4 separate regions of the Mus musculus genome follow, and all the other regions are linked to region 3. Evidence: chromatin contacts called from public Hi-C and HiChIP or PLAC-seq data. All regions are on one chromosome and are shown on one strand. Each heading gives the region's core, a stretch centred on a gene start, on an enhancer-like site or on the middle of the called end of the contact. The rest is flanking DNA. Distances are from core to core; before and after follow the strand shown.

Region 1 (4,363 bases), core at 78-2,577, 230 kb before region 3:
GGAGGCAAAGGCAGGCAGATCTCTGAATTTGAGGCCAGCCTGGTCTACAGAGTGAGTTCTGGGACACCCAGAGAAATCCTGTCTTGAAAAACCAAAAACCTAAATAAATAATCAGCCAAATACATTTGTTTTTTAGAAAAAAAAGTACTTATTCAAGTATTTATAAAGTACATAGCCAAGGCTGGTCTTACACCATACTCAACTCGTTCTCAAAAAACAAAACAAAACAACAAACACTTTTAAGAGAGACAAGTTCTCACTATGTAGCTTTAGCTGTCCTGAAACCTGTGATAGTGAACAGTATGTTTAGAGGATAAATTTACTGTGCTAGGCTTGTAGAAACAAAATTGTTTTTAACTTGTATAAGCCATAAGGAAGTTGCCCCTACCTGATGTGCCAGGTGAGCAGGCCTGAGATGGACCACTTCCTGGTACAGGTGGACTATTGTTTAAAAATTGCTGATTGTTACGAAACATTTCACTGGCTCTGCTACTCATACAAGGTTTGGGTCACAAGATTAAACAGGCTAACTGCTGTTATGTGAAACGCCAGCTTGCTTGGATGGCTGAGGCACCTGTTGCATGGCTGCTACAAAACCAAACCTTGACCACACACAGACACGATATGAGTTCATTTGGCTCCCAAAATTATAACTTTGTGAACCTTTTCTTTATAATACTTTGTCTAAAAATAGCCAGAGTCTTACCTAGAGAACTCTCTCTAGTTTGGTCCTGAAGTTTTGTTTTTGTTTTGTGGTTTTTTTCTTTTTCTTTCTTTTCCTTTCCTTTTTCCTTTCCTTTCCTTTCCTTTCCTTTTTCCTTTCCTTTCCTTTCCTTTCCTTTCCTTTCCTTTCCTTTCCTTTCCTTTCCTTCTTTTTCCTTTTCCTTTTCCTTTTCCCTTTCCTTTCCTTTTCTCTTTTCTTTTCCTTTTTTCCTTTCCTTTCCTTTCCTCTTTTCTTTTCTTTATTATAAAAAGCCTCTAATTTATTAAAACCAAAACCGAGTCGGCGTATCTCTGGGCGACCCCAGACTCACAACAAACTCATTATGTACATTAGGCTAGCCTCCAGCCCACAACTACCTCTGCTGAGTGCTGGGATTAAAGATGTTGCACCACTACAACCGGCTTTGTTCTGAATATTTTAAATTAAAGGTGATTTCTGTACTAAAAAATAAGCAAAAAGGCGCTCGGGAACTCCAGTTTCTGAGCTGTGTGACCTTTTTCGGGATCACGGAACCAGTTATGAGCGCCCCAGGACCATTTGTTCAAGATGGAAAGACTACAATTCCCAGGGTGCCACTCGTGGTTGTCAGGAGCAACCACAGAACGCAAACTAACAGAGGCTGGAGTCTGAGGAAAAACAGACCCATTGGTACCAGCCATGGGGCTGGATTACTATGCTGTGCTTCAGGTCACCCGCAACTCAGAAGATGCCCAGATCAAGAAGGCGTAAGTGGGCGGGATCCTAGCCTGGCATGCGCAGAGGCAACCCCACCCTGATGCCAGTCAAACAGTTTCCCTGCATAGTTTAGAGTAGGAAAGGGGCACCTCTCTCCTCTTGTATGCCCTATCTGGCTTTGTGCTGGTTAGGACATAGACGAAATTCAGACACACCTAAGTGCATCAGTGGGCTTCCCACGTCCAATGCTCCTGCCTCTTAGCTCTTCTTGGGTCATGTCTGAATTTCTAGCTATGAAATGAAGACAAAGGACAATTTGGACCTTATCTTGAGTCTCATGAAGAACCACAGGTGTGTGAACCAGAAATGACCTGGACTAATGGATGTTACAGTTTTCATTTTGGCCATCATATGGGTTTTTGTCACTGACTGATCTCCATCTCTGAACACCTCTGTCACATCTCAGGGACTTTGTGACAGTTTAGATATGGATGAGATGGTACATGTCTGTAATCCCCAAATAGCGAGTCTGTGGTTAGCTTGAGCTACATAGCAAGGCCCTGTTCGTAAAAGGAAAGGTGTGTGTGTGTGTGTGTGTGTGTGTGTGTGTGTGTGTGTGTATGTGTTTAGGGGAACATCTAGGACAGGGATAAGGCTTTGTTTCTGAAATATTTGATCTTTTAAAGTTTTTCTTTGAAAGAAAGTTTTGGGCAAATATTTATGGAGCACTAATCTTTAGGGCTGGGTCCAGTGCAGGCCATTTGTTGTGGAATGTGTATTGTTATAAAAGGAGATGTACCCAGGCCGTACCCAGGCCACAGAAGCTTGTGTTGAGAGGCGAGGGCTTCTAAGGAGACTGTCCTGATAATTAAGCCAAAGGACAAGGCTTCCAGGAGGACTAAGACTCCACAGTGGGCTGGAGGGGAGACACTGAATTTGGAAATCAGTTGTGTCCCCAAAGGTATAAAGAAAGAGGGAAGCATCTGGGGCCCCTGGAGGTTTGGGGTACACTAGATGCTTGTATTGAACATATAGGTGCTGCTCTGAGAGCTTCCCATCACTGCTTTATTTAATCCTCACAGTGACCCTGAGAGGAAAAGCCACTGTCATCCCAGGGGCTTGTATGTGACAAATGGAATCAGAAATCAGAGACTGCCCCTTCCTCCCTGGGCCAGGTCTTGTGTGGACTGAAGGGGAGGGATGTGGGTGTCCAGTGGGGAGGGAGAAATCAGAAAAACTCTTTCAACAGTTGAGAACAATTCAGTGCAGTGTATGACGTCATCCTCTGCTCAGGGCTCTCACTGGCTAGTGGGTTTGAAAAGTTACCACAAGAGAAATCAGGTGGCCAATGGGACTCATCAATGGAAGGATTACCATGGCAAATAGATAAGGCTAGCCTAATTACCAGAAGACCAAGTGTGCTGGCTAGTTTTATGTCAACTTGACATAACCTATGTCCCCACCATACAGACCTGTGGTCAAGGTGCATTTTCTTAATTAGTTATTGGTGGGGGACGGCCCAGCCCATTGTGAGTGCTGCCATCCCTGGGCTGGTGGTTCTGGGTACTTTAAGAAAGCAAGTTGAGCAAGCCACAGAGGGTCATCCCGTAAGCAGCACCCCTCCATGGCCCCTACATCAGCTCCTGCCTCCAGGTTCCCTCCTTGAGTTCCTGCTCTGTCTTTCTTTGATGATGGGAGATTTGATTTGATTGCAGACATGTAAGATACAATAAACCCCTCAAGCTGCTTTTGGTCATGAGTATTTTAGTACAGCAATAGGAACCCCCAAGACAGCAAGTACAACATACTCAGGCAACTCAACCTTTCTGAGCCTCAGCTTCTCATCTCTTAAAAGAAAGAAAGGAGAGAGAGAGAGAGAGAGAGAGAGAGAGAGAGAGAGAGAGAGAGAGAGAATGTGGAGTAGGAGACAGCATACCCAGATAGTAAACTAGCTGCTGTGTCAGCAGAAGAGCCAAGCTCGGCCCCAGACCCCCATGAAGAAAGCTGTGGTTCACTTGTAACCTGGCTCTAGGGAGGTGGACAAAGATGGTGAATTCCTGGGGCTGCCTGGACAGTCAGCCTAGCCTACCTGGAGAGTTCCGGGTCACCGTGAGACTGTGTTAATAAATGAGGTGGATAGAGGAACAGGAGAGGTGGTCCTCTGTCACAACCATCTGTAACGGGATCTGATGCCCTCTTCTGGTGTGTCTGAAGACAGATACAGTGTATTCAATCAATTGATTAATTAATGGGTCATTCTTTCCATATTGGAATCGGCTACTTAGAAGAAGGGGGTCTCTGGAGTTGGTCTTTGATGTTTTGTCCCCAGCCCCTGCTCTCTGTGTTTCTCTTTTCTTCCCTTCTCTTTCCCTCCCCTCTTGTGCCCCCGTTTCCCCTTTTCTCCTCTTCACTCCTCTTTCTTCTCTTTTCTCCCTTCCCTCTCCCACTTCTCTGTCTGTCCTTCCTGGCTGCCATACAGCAAGCAGCTTGGCTCCTACTGTGATGCTCGACCTGAAGGCAATAGTCAGCCACCTACGTGTGGAAACCATTAATCGAAGGTATTTTGTCACAGTAACAAGAAGCCAACCTGTCCTGTGTCTCATAGGTGGACCATCACTGAATCCCTGCTGCACTCAGGTCTCAGCTGTGGCAGCTAAGGGGACAAGAGCCTTAGGACAGATGCCTAGGGAGCAGATGTCCCAGGCTACGGCCCGCTGTGCTTCCTACCCCAGGTTCTCTTCTAAAAGGCCCAAACAACATACCCAAGTCACTGACACCTGTGCCACCCTCTCTGGTTCATAACAAAGCTAGAAAGTGGAGCCAGCCCCAGCCACGCTCTGACCTCAGAAGCAGGTCAGAGGCAAAGGCTTGCTCTCCTCCCCCTTCTAGATACCGGAAACTTGCCCTGAAGAACCACCCATTGAAGTCATCTGAGCCGGGTGCACCAGAGATATTCAAGCAAAT
Region 2 (4,133 bases), core at 142-2,641, 190 kb before region 3:
AGACAGGCAAAGGACCTGGGTATGGCTGCTGTCAGGGACTGACTTCTGAGTCCTTTCTGCTGGAGGGAACCTCAGGTGATGTTGGTGCTGAGTCAGGTCCTGCAGAAGGCACGGAATGGAATTTTCTCCCCACGGAGGCCAGGCGTGTCCCTGGAGTTTTTGCTTCCCTGTCAATCCGGGCTTCCCTCTTGTACCCACTTTGTCCTCTGCTACTTCTGACCCTACTGTCTTGTAGCGCTGCCCCATTATCAGTGACTCTTCTGGCTCTGTCGGAGCCTCCAGGCAGGGACAAGATCAACTTACCCTCCTCTGTGAAAACTGTTATAGGGAAGGTCTTAAGTCAGACCATCGTGCCAAAATGAGGAGACAGGAAATGAGGTCAAAGATGATCTCAGGGCCCTTTGGTAGAAGGCTGCGAATGCCAAGGTTACACTTAGTCCAGGGTGGGTGGGGGCCTGGGCCGTCAGAGCATGCTGGTGCAGGCAGCAAGAATAGATGAGAAGGGAGCCTTGGGGCTCTAACACCACTGAGGATACTGCTGGAAAGGTGCTCTCAAGAGACACTGAAGCACGAACTTGGTTAAGAGCTTGCAATTGTGTGTACCCAAGTTTTGAAGGAGTGCCCCCAAACCATCCATCAGAAAGAGAAAGGATGAGCAGACAGACTTGAGTATGTGGGTGAGGCTACAATGCCTGGCGCAGTAGGGAACGCCCTGAGGTCTGAGCTTCCCAACCTCCTCCTTGGCGCACCTCGGTTATTATCGGTCTGATGCCCCCAGCTGGAAGTGGAAGTTGAGAACAATCCTCACCCTGTAGCTCTACTGGGGTACCCACAACATGAGGTACTCTAGCCTATAGGGCCAACCCAACTCTCTCCAACAATACATCCGCATCAAGGATGCCACTAGACAGAGTGACCACGGGCTCTAGACCAGGCTTCAGGCCAGAGGTGCCCTCATCATCTCTACCCAGGAAGGGCCCCAGGATCCTTGCTGGAGAGGGCTTTGTGCTCCGTGGGGATCCTGGGCCAAAGGAGAGGGACACTTTTCATCTGGCATTTGTAAGATCCCAGCAGAGGAGTCAGCAAAACACGGGAGTTGTGAGGAGTCACATAGATGTGGAAGTCAAGGCCCTCCCCAGGCCTGCAGTTCCTTCATCTTTACTAGGTGGGAGCTAGACCGGCTCACTCTCGGTCTCTCACGCAGTGCTGAGTGATCCCAGCAAGCTCCTGGCTGTGAGCATCCATGGAAGGGAAAAAGGGAGAGGAGAGCAGAGTATGGGGTCTTACCTGTGCGTCTAGCCAAGGTTGGGTAGTGCAGGGCCACCCTAAGGCTCCACTCCATTAGGTAGCAGCAGGATCTGACGGCCGGGCCTCACCATTCACTGTTGTCTCTGCTGTCCCTGGCTCGGCACTGGCCCTGTGCACCAGCTGACCTGAAACCTAATTCTGAGAAGCTAGTTGACAGTCTGATCACTTGACAAGAGGCAGGCTGCGGGGAGGGGACCAGTGAGTTCCAGATCTGGTTTAGCTTCCGTGACCTGGGGCTCTTTAATGTGGCTCCTTTGAGCTTTCAAGAGGAGAGCTACCTTGGTGGCCAGGAGGTGTGTGACAGCATTTGTCACCTTTGAGAGCCCAAAGGACAAGGTCTCTTAGGACAGGGGCTCTCCAGGATCCTATACAATGGTTACAGGTGTCACTTCTTAGAGGCCTGACATTCTCAAGAGGGGAGAGGAGAAGACGGGGCAGAGAAGGTAGAGGACATCTTGGTGCCAAGATATGCTTGATATTTCAGGCACAGCGCTTCTATTTCCCACATCTCTAGGAAGCAGGATCCTAAATTTAAAAACAAAGGACAACAGATGTATTGTACACAGCATGTGATTTGCCCACATAGAGCACACAATAGTGTTTAGTACAGTCTGGTTGATCAACTACTACATGCTAGTTCAGAACACTTTCATCATGGCTCAAAGACAAAAACAGAACAAGTCACCCCCTTTCCCTTCCCCCAGCTTCAGGCAACCACTCGTCTTTATTCTGCTTCTTAATTTGCTTGTTCTAGATGCTTTGTTTGAGTAGGATTATATAGAATGTATAGCCTCTTGTGGCTGGTTTCTTTCACAGTGGTGTTAACACACTGCACTGTACCGGTAGACACTGACGTACTGTGTAGAGCCCTCATGTGTCAATGCTTACTTTACACAGAAAACTGACTGTCAAGGACAGACAGCTAGGTCACTGCAGGCCTGACTTGCCTGTAACCTATACCACACTTTGGGTCTATCAGCTGCAATCCTGATTCCTCATGACATGGACATGCTGGGACCGGAGATGGGGCAGGGTGAGCAGAATCCCTTGCAGCAACCACCGTAGGCTGGTCCATCTGCAGGCGCTGAGGTTAAAGACTGGGTGGGCACAGCTGAAGTTGGGAGCCAGGTGGCATAGAAGGGAAACTAAAAGGAGAGGGGAGAGGAGATAAGTAGGACAGAGAAGGTAGAGGACATTTTGGAACTTGAGCGCAGCGCCATGGCAGGGTGGGTGCTGTGACATCTAGACTGTCTATCCTGTTTCTTGGACCAGGACCTGCTCACTGCTTTGAGCTCAGTCTGGAACTATTAATCTGGACATGGGCAGGACTGTGGGAACCATGTGGGGGCTGGGGCTACAAGTAGAAGTCAAACTAGAGGCAGCAGGTTCTGGAGAAACCCAGAGGGAGGAGAGCTCAGGCCTAGCTAGAGTCAAACCTCTGCTGGGAGTTTTAAGGTTGGCTGCTACAGTCTCTGGGTCACCAGAAATACTTTCCAGGCATCTGTGGAGGGCATGCATAAGGAAGTCAGGGTTCATTCTGGTTGTGGTGACAAATGTGTTGTACAACTTGGCAAGTCAAGTTGCCTCAGAGCTATCACTGGGAGAGACTGGTAAATAACAAATTGGGCATGTCGTCTGTGTCTCAGACCTTCACCTTGTCTGCAGCCCGTGCCCTCCTGTGGCCCTGTTCTCACTTGACTCCTTCAGGTTATTTACAGGATCAGGATTTGGCAGTGATCTTCTTCACCCTAGGCTTTACCCCTTAGGCTTGGAACCTAGAGGTTTCTTACCCCGAGGGACGTGGAACTCCAGGTACTGGAAGCTCTGTTCTGGCCGAGGGCAAGGCCTGGGGCAAGGGGAGCCCCTGGCTAGGGACTGGGCAGGTTTGCAAGGTGACACTCAAGGAGCAGAGATCTGAGGGGCAGGTTTGGCTGAAGGTTCATGGCCCTTATGGGAGGCTGGAGTGCTCTGCGTTCTGGGTAGCCAGTGAGCTTGCCTCTAATTCACCCCGGTGCTTAGGAAGAGTGGGAAGGGCTGACATTTCTCAAGCTTCCATTATGTGCCAAATGCCAGCGAAGCATTTTCAGAAATGTCCCATTTGATCTTCACAGCGACCATACGAAGCCAGAGTCTACGTGTCTGTGCCTTCCAGATGAGGCCAGAGCCACAGTCTCAGCCAGGCTGGACACTGATATGGTCCAGAACATTCTCTGGTTCTCTTTGCAGCTGTCCATGACCTGGTCTATACCATTCTCTGGGCTTTACCCCAGTACGGGTTTCTTCCAGAAATCCCTCCCTGGATTTAGCAGCCTGAGACCGCCCGAATTCAGGGCGTTTACTGCCTGTATCCTGCTTTGGTCTGAGTCCTTATCTCTGGGGTATGTCTTCGGTCCTGATGCACTTTGTACCGATACAGAAGCAATGCATCCGACTTCCATGGTGTTGAGTGTAATTGTGGGAGGGGCATCATAGAGTTGTGAGGATTTAGAGAAATGACACACAGGGTGACAAGCAGGGCCCTCAGGTAGCTCCTTTCAGCCTCACTACCAGCTGGCACTGGACATCTATGTCCCTTCAGAGTTATCCTCAGAGGGCTTTGTCTATGGTAGCTGCCCAAGTGGCTGTGCTCTGACAGAAGTGCCCTCCTGAGTCACACCGGGGACCAGATCCTAGTTGGACTTTCACTGTGCTGAGCAAGATTTAAAGGGCCATCAGAGGAAAAGACAAACCAAGCAAGCAAGCAAAAGCCCAAACCACCAGAAGTGGAACACTAGCATCCCTCTAACATGGGTCAATCTGACACTTGGAAGAACTAGCAAGTCTCA
Region 3 (4,080 bases), core at 173-2,672:
AACCAATTTGATACTGCAACTCAAACAAATGCGTGTCTAACTACAAGCCATCAGTTGCCACCAATGGCATTTGAAGAGCAGACTGCAGGATTAAGCCAACCCTTACGAAACTGGCTGTCCTTCATGACCATTTCTTATAAACATTTGTGGGAGTGGAGCAGGGCGGGTTGGCATGGGAATGGATTTGAAATTTAAAGTTACTGGAAATCAAATGATGTGCTTCTGCTCTGTCTAGACAAGTTTGTAAGATCAATTGGATTTATGTGGAAACAACTGTGCCTTATAGTCCGTGGGCTTCTCAGTGTCCAAAGCAAAGAAGGCACAAGACATGTTGGTATCATATGCAAGCATTCCTTTTTCATCTTGGACACTGATTAGTGCTCTAAGTCCCACACTTTACAACAGTTTACCTTCCAGGATCTAACTCTACTTTGCTGACTGCATAAAAAATAATGTTGGCTGTGTGTTTGTGCACACTACTCCCAGTATTACCCCGTGTGAAGTAGTTTTTCACAGTGTTTTCTTTGGAGTCAGACATTTTCACATACATACAACCTCTCAGCTACTACTTACATTCAGAGAACTTTTACCCATGGAAAAAGAAATAAGAGCTATAATGGTCACCACAGCATTCTACTGTGTCAGCAGTAACTTGACAAGAAGTCCAAGGTCATTTGCTGCTTGACACAGTATTTGTGAGATCCAACTGGACTCTAGAATCTCCATGCTACCTACACTTTTTCACAGTGTATCAACTTGGACATGTGAAGGTGGATGGGGGGTGGTGTCACACCCCGGGGTGTGTGTTTGTGTGTGACAGAGACAGAGAGTGAGAGACAGAGAGACAGGGAGAGACAGAGAAACAGAAAGAGACAGAGACACGGACAAACACACATACATACAGACACATAGACACAGAGAGAGACAGAGACCGGAACAGAGAGACAGAGACACACACACAAAGAGGCAGAGAGACAGGCACAGAGACAAAGAGACAGACACAGACAGACAGACAGACAGACACAGAGAGTGAGAGAGAGGGAGAGAGAGAGAGAGAGAGAGAGAGAGAGAGAGAGTGACACAGAACTCCTCATTCCCCTTCAAAGTGTCTCAGGGTCCCCACCACATGACAGTTGGGTCTGGAAGTCACTTTGGGCCTCAGTTACTCCTCACCCTCAGTCGCTGAGCATCCCGGCTCCCTGGAGACGCCCTCACCTGGTCAAGTCGCGCAGCCGCGCCTCCTCGCCGCGCAGGTAGCGCCTCAGTGTCCCCAGCAGCCTGCGCTCGGGCGCCAGGGCGCGCGCCACGCTGGTCAGCGCGGAGAACGTGTCCTCCCGCCCCGTGGCCGCCGCGGGGTCTCCCCCGAGCGCCAGCAGCGCCAGCAGAGCCAGCCGCGCCCCTGGGCCCATCGCAGGGTCGCGCGTCCCTCCGCGCTCTCGCCCGGCGCCGCCCCGGCCCGCCCGCCCGCCCGCAGCCTTCCGTCGCCCGCCCTTGGCCGCCTCCGTCCCCTCAGCACTGAATTCCTTAGTGCCTGGCCCGCCGCTAACTCCACACTGATTCCACCGTGCCTGTCACATTTGGGGGAACTGAGGCGAGCGCGGGTGAGCAGTGATTTCTCTAGTTACAGCCGTGCTGAGCCATCATCCAAATTCCTCCTGTGGGACAGGGGAGGACACAAAAACCTCTGGATTATGAGGGGAACTCCAAAGGGTGACACAGCATGGTGACAGAAGTGCAGGTGGCTGGGGCAGAGGGGTAAAGTCTTCACAGAGGACAGGACCTCAGGTGATCTTGAAAGATGGCTAGGACTTACAGAAGCTGAAACTCTAGGATCGAGTCACTACAGAGTCACACAAAAATACCATCATTATATTCTACTAGGCTGCTTGTTTCTTTCACCCCGCTATCCCTTTTGCCCAGCAATGTTTATTCATTTACTCATTCATTTAAGTGTTCAGTAACATCTGTGCTATAGTAGGTGCAGATGCAGCCCGCTGCTCATAAAGGGAAATGGAAATGTAAACCACCATAAAAACACAAAATGGGCAACCACAGGCTGTGTGCAATGGGTGAGGACCTCATCCCCAAAGAGGGGCTTCCCCTGGCATGCTTTGATGGGGAGAGAGCTTCACAGAGTCAATGTGTGTAGTTCTAACAGTATCTTGACTTTAGGCCATCCTGGATTATCCTGGTGAGCTCAACGCAGTTGCCAAGGTCCTTTTAAAAAGGCAAAGAAAAAGCCGGGCGGTGGTGGCCCACGCCTTTAATCCCAGCACTTGGGAGGCAGAGAAACCCTGTCTCGAAAAACAAACAAACAAACGGCAAAGAAAGATACAGGACAATAACAGCCAAATCAGAGACTTGATGATGCTGTGTTGCGACTTTGAAAATGGATAAACGGTCTGTGAGTAACAGGTTGTAGGTAGCTTCTAGAAGGTTGAGAAGGCTGGGGGACAGATCTTTCCTAGTCTGCAGGAAGAACAGATCTGCCAATACCTTGATTTTATCTCGTGACACCTATTCGTTACGGTTTGAATTTGAAATGAACCTCACAGTTTCATCCTCTTGAATACTTGGTAAAAACCAAGCTATGGAGCTTTGGGGAAGTAGGGCTTACATACTCCACTAGGTTCACTAAGGCTTCACTGCTGGCCAGAGCCATCAGGTTTCTGTCTGCTGGATGTGAGCACCGGCCACATATGCTAGCCACCAGACGGGGCAAGACCTGCCAACACACCTTCCTTTTCATGATGGGCTCCAGGAGTCAAAGAAATCTTTTCTCTGTTACAGTGTGTCTGTCAGATATCTGGTCACAGTGCTGAAAAAGTCTAATACATCGGTTCAGACTTCTGAATTCTGAGGCAGTAGGATAAAAAAATCTGGGTTATTATAAGCCCCAGAGTTTGTGATAACTTGTCTAAGCAATAGGAAACTTGGGCGGGTGAGAAGGCCAGCAGCTAAGAGTGCATACACACTGCTCTTACTGAAGGCCTGAGCTGAGTTTTCCCCATCCACGTCCATATAGGGTGTTACATAAATTATTGTATGTTAAACCAACCTCAAATGCCTAATGTAAATCCTCTTAGGTCACAATGCACATTCACATTAATATGTTGCTGGATTTTGTTTGTTGATATTTTGTTGTAACATTTTTGTATCTTTATTATAAGAGAAGGTAGCCCATAGTTTTCTCGAATTATTTTTGTCTGGTCTTTATATCAATGTAAAACTAATTTCAGAGATCACAGTGGGAATTGTTCCCTCCTTTCCTACAGTTTAGAAGAATCTGGAAAGGATTGAAATTTGTTCTTCTTTGAGTAGCTTGAAGAATTCACCATTAAAGTCAGTTAATTCTAAGCTTTCTTTTGGGAGATGTTTTGGTTCTTGATTCAGTCTCCATAGCAACTGTTTTAGAGCAGGCTGCATGGCAATGGAGTCTCTTAATGTTCTTTCCTCTAGGATTGCTTTATTGCTGAGGCTTGTCTCCCTGGCTATAAAATTTCACGTTCACATTGCTTTCCTTCTGGCACCTTAACGTTCTCTGTCCTCTGTGGAAAATGCCCAGCTCCTTCAGTCACTCTGGTAACGTTCTCTCTAGCTAGTTTCAAAGAGTTTTCTGTCATATTTCCTTTGCTTTTATCTTTCAGCAGTTTAATGCTAGGCATCGAATTCTTTGAGTTTGTCCTTTTTAGAGGTCACTTAAATGTCTTGCTTCTGTAAGTTGTGACTTTTATCAAATTTGAGAACTGGTCCTACTTTTTTTTTTTTTTCCTGAATTGTCTTGAATTTTTTGAATGCAGAAATCTGGTACTTCCTATCAGGTCTTTGAGGCTCGGGTTATTTTTAAAGTGATTTTTCTCTCATTCACATTACACACTTTCTGTGGATCTGTGTTTAAATATGCCAACTCCTCTGTCACCTCAATTCTGCAATCAGTCTTAGCATTTCTATTTGGTTTGTCCTCTTGTCTTCTGTCTTTCTCAGCTTTCTCTTCATTTCAAGCATGCTCACCCGGGCTTCCTAGAGCATCGTCTAACATTGTTTTCAACACCTTCAACATTTGTGCTTTGTTGTCATCAA
Region 4 (4,388 bases), core at 1,380-3,879, 210 kb before region 3:
AGCGGGGGTGGGGTGGGGTGGGGGTGGGGAGGGTGAACTGCTTCTTCTTCTTCCCTAGTTTCACTTCTCCGCTTTCATTGGAGCAATCGCTCTGAGCCCATCTTGATTGGCTGCCTGTGTTGCTGGGGCAGAGGAGGAAAGCCCTAGCGGGTGGAGGGAGGATGTGGCGGTAGTCACCTGTGAACACAGACAGCCATGGAAACAAAACAGCTCACCCAGGCTGGGACAAACAGGGACATCAGAGGGACTCACCATGACAACAGGCTCAAGGGCGCCTCTAGGAAAAGCCTGACTTCAGTCAGGAGTCTGGGCCCCTGGAGCTCAGGGAGAATAGGAGTCAATGTCTAGGTGAAGGTGCTCCCTGACTCCTCACGGGGGAGTCTTCTCCCAGGTAGTGCTCCCCACTCCGACTCCACTGAGAAATCCTGACAGCAGCCTGGAAGGCACCTGCCCTCCCTGGGTCCCCGTTAAACGGGAGAGCTCAGAACCATGTCCACAGGCTCACTGTCTGCCCAGCCCCGCGGTGCCTCATGTCTCCCGGTTTTTCTCAGTCTCGGGCTCAGATAAGGCCCTTCACAATGGAAGCCCTTTCTGACCAATTAAACAGTTCTGAGACGCTCTGGGCAGACCTCCTCTGTAGGTATTAGTGCATGAGTCTGATGCAGGCCTGTCTAATCATGAGCTAAGTGGTAGAATGTTGTGAAGTCCAGAAAGACGAGGTCTCAGTTGCTGCCAGATCAAAAACATGTGGCTCAGCTGCCAGTTGCTGCCAGATCAAAAACATGTGGCTCAGCTGCCATTGTGAATGCAGCGTAGGGTTTGCCAAAGGTCGGGTCCTCGAGGGTTGGGACCAGAGGCAAAGATCACCTGTACTAAAGGTTTCTATGACTAAAACGCAGGCCTAGAAAGATAATCCTGTCAGGCACGGTCTGCATCTAAAGCTCCAGGGCAGCCGAAGAGAGGTCCTGAGATCCCGACCCAAAATGAACCAACAAAAACAGAATCCACTTTATAGGACCGGACAACCACTGGAGGCAATAAAAAAACAACACCCAATTTCTAATCTCATTCACAGGGACATCAAAAGCTAGGACAAAAGAAAAAAAAAAAAAAGAATGGAAGCTCAGACCAGCAAGATGGCTCAGTGGGTAAGGGTGCTTGCCATTGGGACACAGATGGTAGGAGGCCTGAGTTGTCTTCTGACCTTCATGTGCGTGCCACAGCACCCGTGTGCCTTTACATAAACGTGCATGCACACACATGCACACGTGAGCACACACGTGAGCACACATACACACCACATACACACACACCATAACACACACACACACACACACACACACACACACACACACACCATAAGCTTCTGCCCCAGCTCTGCTGTTGACTGCCAAGGCCACCTGGAACCAGTCCCCACCCCACTCAGGTTCTCCCCTTATACACTGGGGTCCGCCATCTTTACGGGCCAGAAGGTGATCAGGGATGAAGAAGGGGATTGCTGAGCTGTGAAGAGGCTCTCATCAGGGTGGGAGGAGGGGAATTTTTATTGTCTTGCTGAGCAGCCCTAGGCCCCAGGCCTGAGAGAAGGCTTCCTTAGCCGGGACTCCTTACCTGGAGGCTGCTTTGAGGTCTCAGGCTGAGGCCTCCAAGGTCAAGCTTCTCTAAAGGTGTCTCGTTCTTCAAAGCTGCCGGTGGCTACCATGGCCCGATCCCCTCGATTTTCCATAGAAAATGGCTGGGAGACGAAACACTTAAAGTTCATACTATTGTGTCCTGTGGGGGAGAGGAAGGAAGCCAAGTTTAGAAAGGAAGATTGTCTTTGCAGGACCACCGCCCTGCAAGGAAGGGTCATCTGTCACACAAGTCCTTTCAGACAGCCTTGCTGGGAGGGACCCATGCAAGGCTCAGTTCTCACTCAGAGCAGCCAGGGTCTAGGGGAAGAACTCAGGAGTCTTTACTCCCACACGTTGGCTCACTTCCAAATTTGTTTCTCAGACAGTTATGTAGACAGGCAGCTGTGCTGTGCCTGGGGGATACAGTCACAAAACTGTTGAGTGGAGCATTATATCTATTTGTGTTGAATCAGGATAAGGCAGGTCCAGTCTCCCTGTGTCCCTACTTCCACCTCCGGCAGGCAGCCACATAAGATAGTGTAACAAAGGCCAAACAAACTCCAAGGCTCCTCCAGGCACAAACAACCCTTGATACAAGAACAGGCTTTAGGGCACATGGCCCAGAGCCTCCTGGTGACAGTCATTCTGATCTTCGCTGACGTGAAAGCCCCTTCCCCCACCCCGCCCGGGTCAGGCTGGGAACATCGAGGCTGAGGGGAAGAAGTAAAGAGATGAAGGTTTTAACCTTCGACCAACTGGACGTCAGAGGCAAATAACAAAGGGCGTATTTAGGAGGAAAGAAACCTAGAGAGGGCAAATTAGGACTCCAGGGAAGGGAAAAGAAAGAGAAAAGACAGATGGAGTGGGAGAGAGCAGGTGCGGCCAGCGAAGGGATGGGGCACGCTCACCGGACCGCAGGAGAACACAGGAGTGCAGAAGGCTGTGTCCGACGGCGGGAGAGTGGTGGCTGCCCAGGAAGCTGGCGACCCGACGACACCGAGGGCGGAACTGACAGTAGCTGCGAACCCGCGCCTACAGAACTTAAGTCTAGAGGGCGTGGTCGGGGCGTGGCGTGACGAGGCGGAGCCAGGGCGGCCCACGCCCCCGGGTGAGGAGGCGTTTCCATCTGTGGTTGCCTGAAACCCCTAGGTCCCCCCAGAGGCTCCAGTCTCAGATCTTCCCCTTCTATTCCCGGGGCAGACAATCTCTTTGTGAGGACAGGCAGACTGACTGGCCAGCTGCTCTGGATCGCGACCCCTTACCCCTTCAAGTCTCCCCTCCCCCTCCCTGCAAGGCACCTGGGGACCGGGCGGAGCGCGGGCTTCGGGGACCGGAACAAACCCGGGTGTGGTGACGGGGCAAGGCTGGCGTTCCCGCCTTCTGCCGCTCCCAGTCAGGTCCCGGGGGACACTGGCACCTAACGGCTGGAGTGGGGCGAGAACACCTGGCCTCCCCTCCCCTCTGCACCGAGTGCAGCCAGGCTGGCGCCCCGCAAGGAAGAGGGCAGGGCAGAGCCTCGCCTGTTGCACTCCAGCCCAGCGAGGACAAACTCAGCAGGTGGACGGGACCTCAGCGAGATAATGGCCACGTAGGAGTGGGGGACGTGAAAGCAATACTTGGGCCCTGTGTCGGGGACTAACGTGCATTGTGGGGGTAGGAAGCAGGTCTCAATTTGCCTCAATTTGTGTTCAAGCTTTGGTACTCTCCGTCGGTTTCTTCTTTTGTTTTTATCCTCCTTAGCCCCGGAGTTTTAAGAGATTAGATCAGGGCGTGGAACCCTTTTTGCTTGCCTAGGAATTAGGCGCCCAAGAGCAGGAAGCCGGGGACCAGGGGTCCGAATATACTATAATAGAAGCTCAAGTAGGTTTGGGCTGCTGTGGAAAGTGCAGTGGGAGGAGGGGGCTGGGTGAACGTTTGTGGAAAGCAATTACTATGCATCAGGTAGGCGGCGCAGGCACCTAACGATAATCTTTCCAGGTCATCATTAACCATTATTTTCCAGAACAAGAAAGTGTGAGAGGCCCCAGACCTTAATAGGACCCCAGACCTTAGCACATCTGACTCCATGATGGAAGTACCATTCAACTGTAAAACTCAGCACACAGACAGAACCATCAATGTCCATCGTTCTGGAAAAATCTCTAAATGTACTGATCTTACCTTTTGGCTTCTGTGGTTCCACTACTGGCTAACTTGTTTTGTTAGCTGAAGTATGTCACCCTAAAACATGGGTTTTGTGCTTAAAAACGTACCCAGGAAAGGATCCTGAACACCCAGTGTGGCTTTATTAGCCAGCTGGCTTACTTTAAACAAGACTAGATAAAATAAACCTTCACTATCAAGTGGCAAAACCCCATAGCTGGTGGGTGGATAGTGATCCCAACATAGCTGGTGGTGATCTTACAAAGCTGACAGTACTCTACTCTGCCCATTGCTCACTCGCAATGCACCCAATAAACCACTCTTTTAAAAAATTGGTGAAGGGGCTGGTGAGATGGCTCCGTGGGTAAGAGCACTGATTGCTCTTTCGAAGGTCCTGAGTTCAAATCCCAGCAACCACATGGTGGCTCACAACCATCCAGAATGAGAGCTGACACCCTCTTCTGGTGTTTCTACAGTGTACTTATATATAGTTATAAATAAATTTTTGGACTCGGAGCGAGTGGAGCCGGAGTAAGCAGAGGTCCTGAGTTCAGTTCCCAGCAACCATGTGATAGCTCACAACCATCTGTACAGCTACACTGTACTCATATACATAAAATAAATAAATCTTTT

What was found. Hi-C and Micro-C count contacts between places; a contact is called where the count stands out from the background. HiChIP or PLAC-seq counts read pairs in DNA pulled down with a chosen protein or histone mark.
Region 1: a Hi-C map of the N1E-115 cell line shows a contact between it and region 3, with 4 times the contacts expected there. The contact joins the promoter of Dnajb13 here to the promoter of P4ha3 in region 3. A contact is called at or near these places in 14 of 39 promoter capture datasets (the 3T3-L1 cell line, 3T3-L1-derived adipocytes, the C10 cell line and 8 more), 2 of 15 datasets of contacts at CTCF or cohesin (embryonic stem cells and pro-B cells), 25 of 484 Hi-C or Micro-C datasets (3T3-L1-derived adipocytes, B cells, the G1E-ER4 cell line and 11 more), 2 of 115 datasets of contacts at active chromatin or transcription factors (embryonic stem cells and pancreatic cancer cells) and 2 of 9 other capture datasets (adipose tissue and embryonic stem cells).
Region 2: an HNF4G HiChIP or PLAC-seq map of pancreatic cancer cells shows a contact between it and region 3. The contact joins the promoter of Ucp3 here to the promoter of P4ha3 in region 3. A contact is called at or near these places in 12 of 39 promoter capture datasets (the 3T3-L1 cell line, the HPC-7 cell line, cranial neural crest and 6 more), 1 of 484 Hi-C or Micro-C datasets (olfactory sensory neurons), 2 of 115 datasets of contacts at active chromatin or transcription factors (embryonic stem cells and pancreatic cancer cells) and 2 of 9 other capture datasets (liver and pancreatic islet).
Region 4: a contact with region 3 is called in an H3K4me3 HiChIP or PLAC-seq map of the 230-238 cell line, with 2.4 times the contacts expected there. The contact joins the promoter of Ucp2 here to the promoter of P4ha3 in region 3. A contact is called at or near these places in 14 of 39 promoter capture datasets (the 3T3-L1 cell line, 3T3-L1-derived adipocytes, the C10 cell line and 8 more), 1 of 15 datasets of contacts at CTCF or cohesin (pro-B cells), 13 of 484 Hi-C or Micro-C datasets (the G1E-ER4 cell line, the HL-1 cell line, the HPC-7 cell line and 7 more), 9 of 115 datasets of contacts at active chromatin or transcription factors (the 230-238 cell line, T-cell acute lymphoblastic leukemia, bone marrow-derived dendritic cells and 6 more) and 3 of 9 other capture datasets (embryonic stem cells, liver and pancreatic islet).

What each region holds. Positions count from the first base shown.
Region 1 is chr7:100,511,779-100,516,141 of GRCm38.p6, reverse strand. It overlaps Dnajb13 (DnaJ heat shock protein family (Hsp40) member B13), which reads left to right and starts at 1,327. Exons shown (of 8, transcript NM_153527.2): 1 at 1,327-1,449; 2 at 4,289-4,363. The coding sequence starts at 1,382.
Region 2 is chr7:100,470,249-100,474,381 of GRCm38.p6, reverse strand. It overlaps Ucp3 (uncoupling protein 3 (mitochondrial, proton carrier)), which reads right to left and starts at 1,391. Exons shown (of 7, transcript NM_009464.3): 1 at 1,288-1,391.
Region 3 is chr7:100,282,862-100,286,941 of GRCm38.p6, reverse strand. P4ha3 (procollagen-proline, 2-oxoglutarate 4-dioxygenase (proline 4-hydroxylase), alpha polypeptide III) reads right to left here and starts at 1,422. Exons shown (of 13, transcript NM_177161.4): 1 at 1,216-1,422. The coding sequence starts at 1,409.
Region 4 is chr7:100,491,599-100,495,986 of GRCm38.p6, reverse strand. Ucp2 (uncoupling protein 2 (mitochondrial, proton carrier)) reads right to left here and starts at 2,629. Exons shown (of 8, transcript NM_011671.5): 1 at 2,522-2,629; 2 at 1,612-1,773.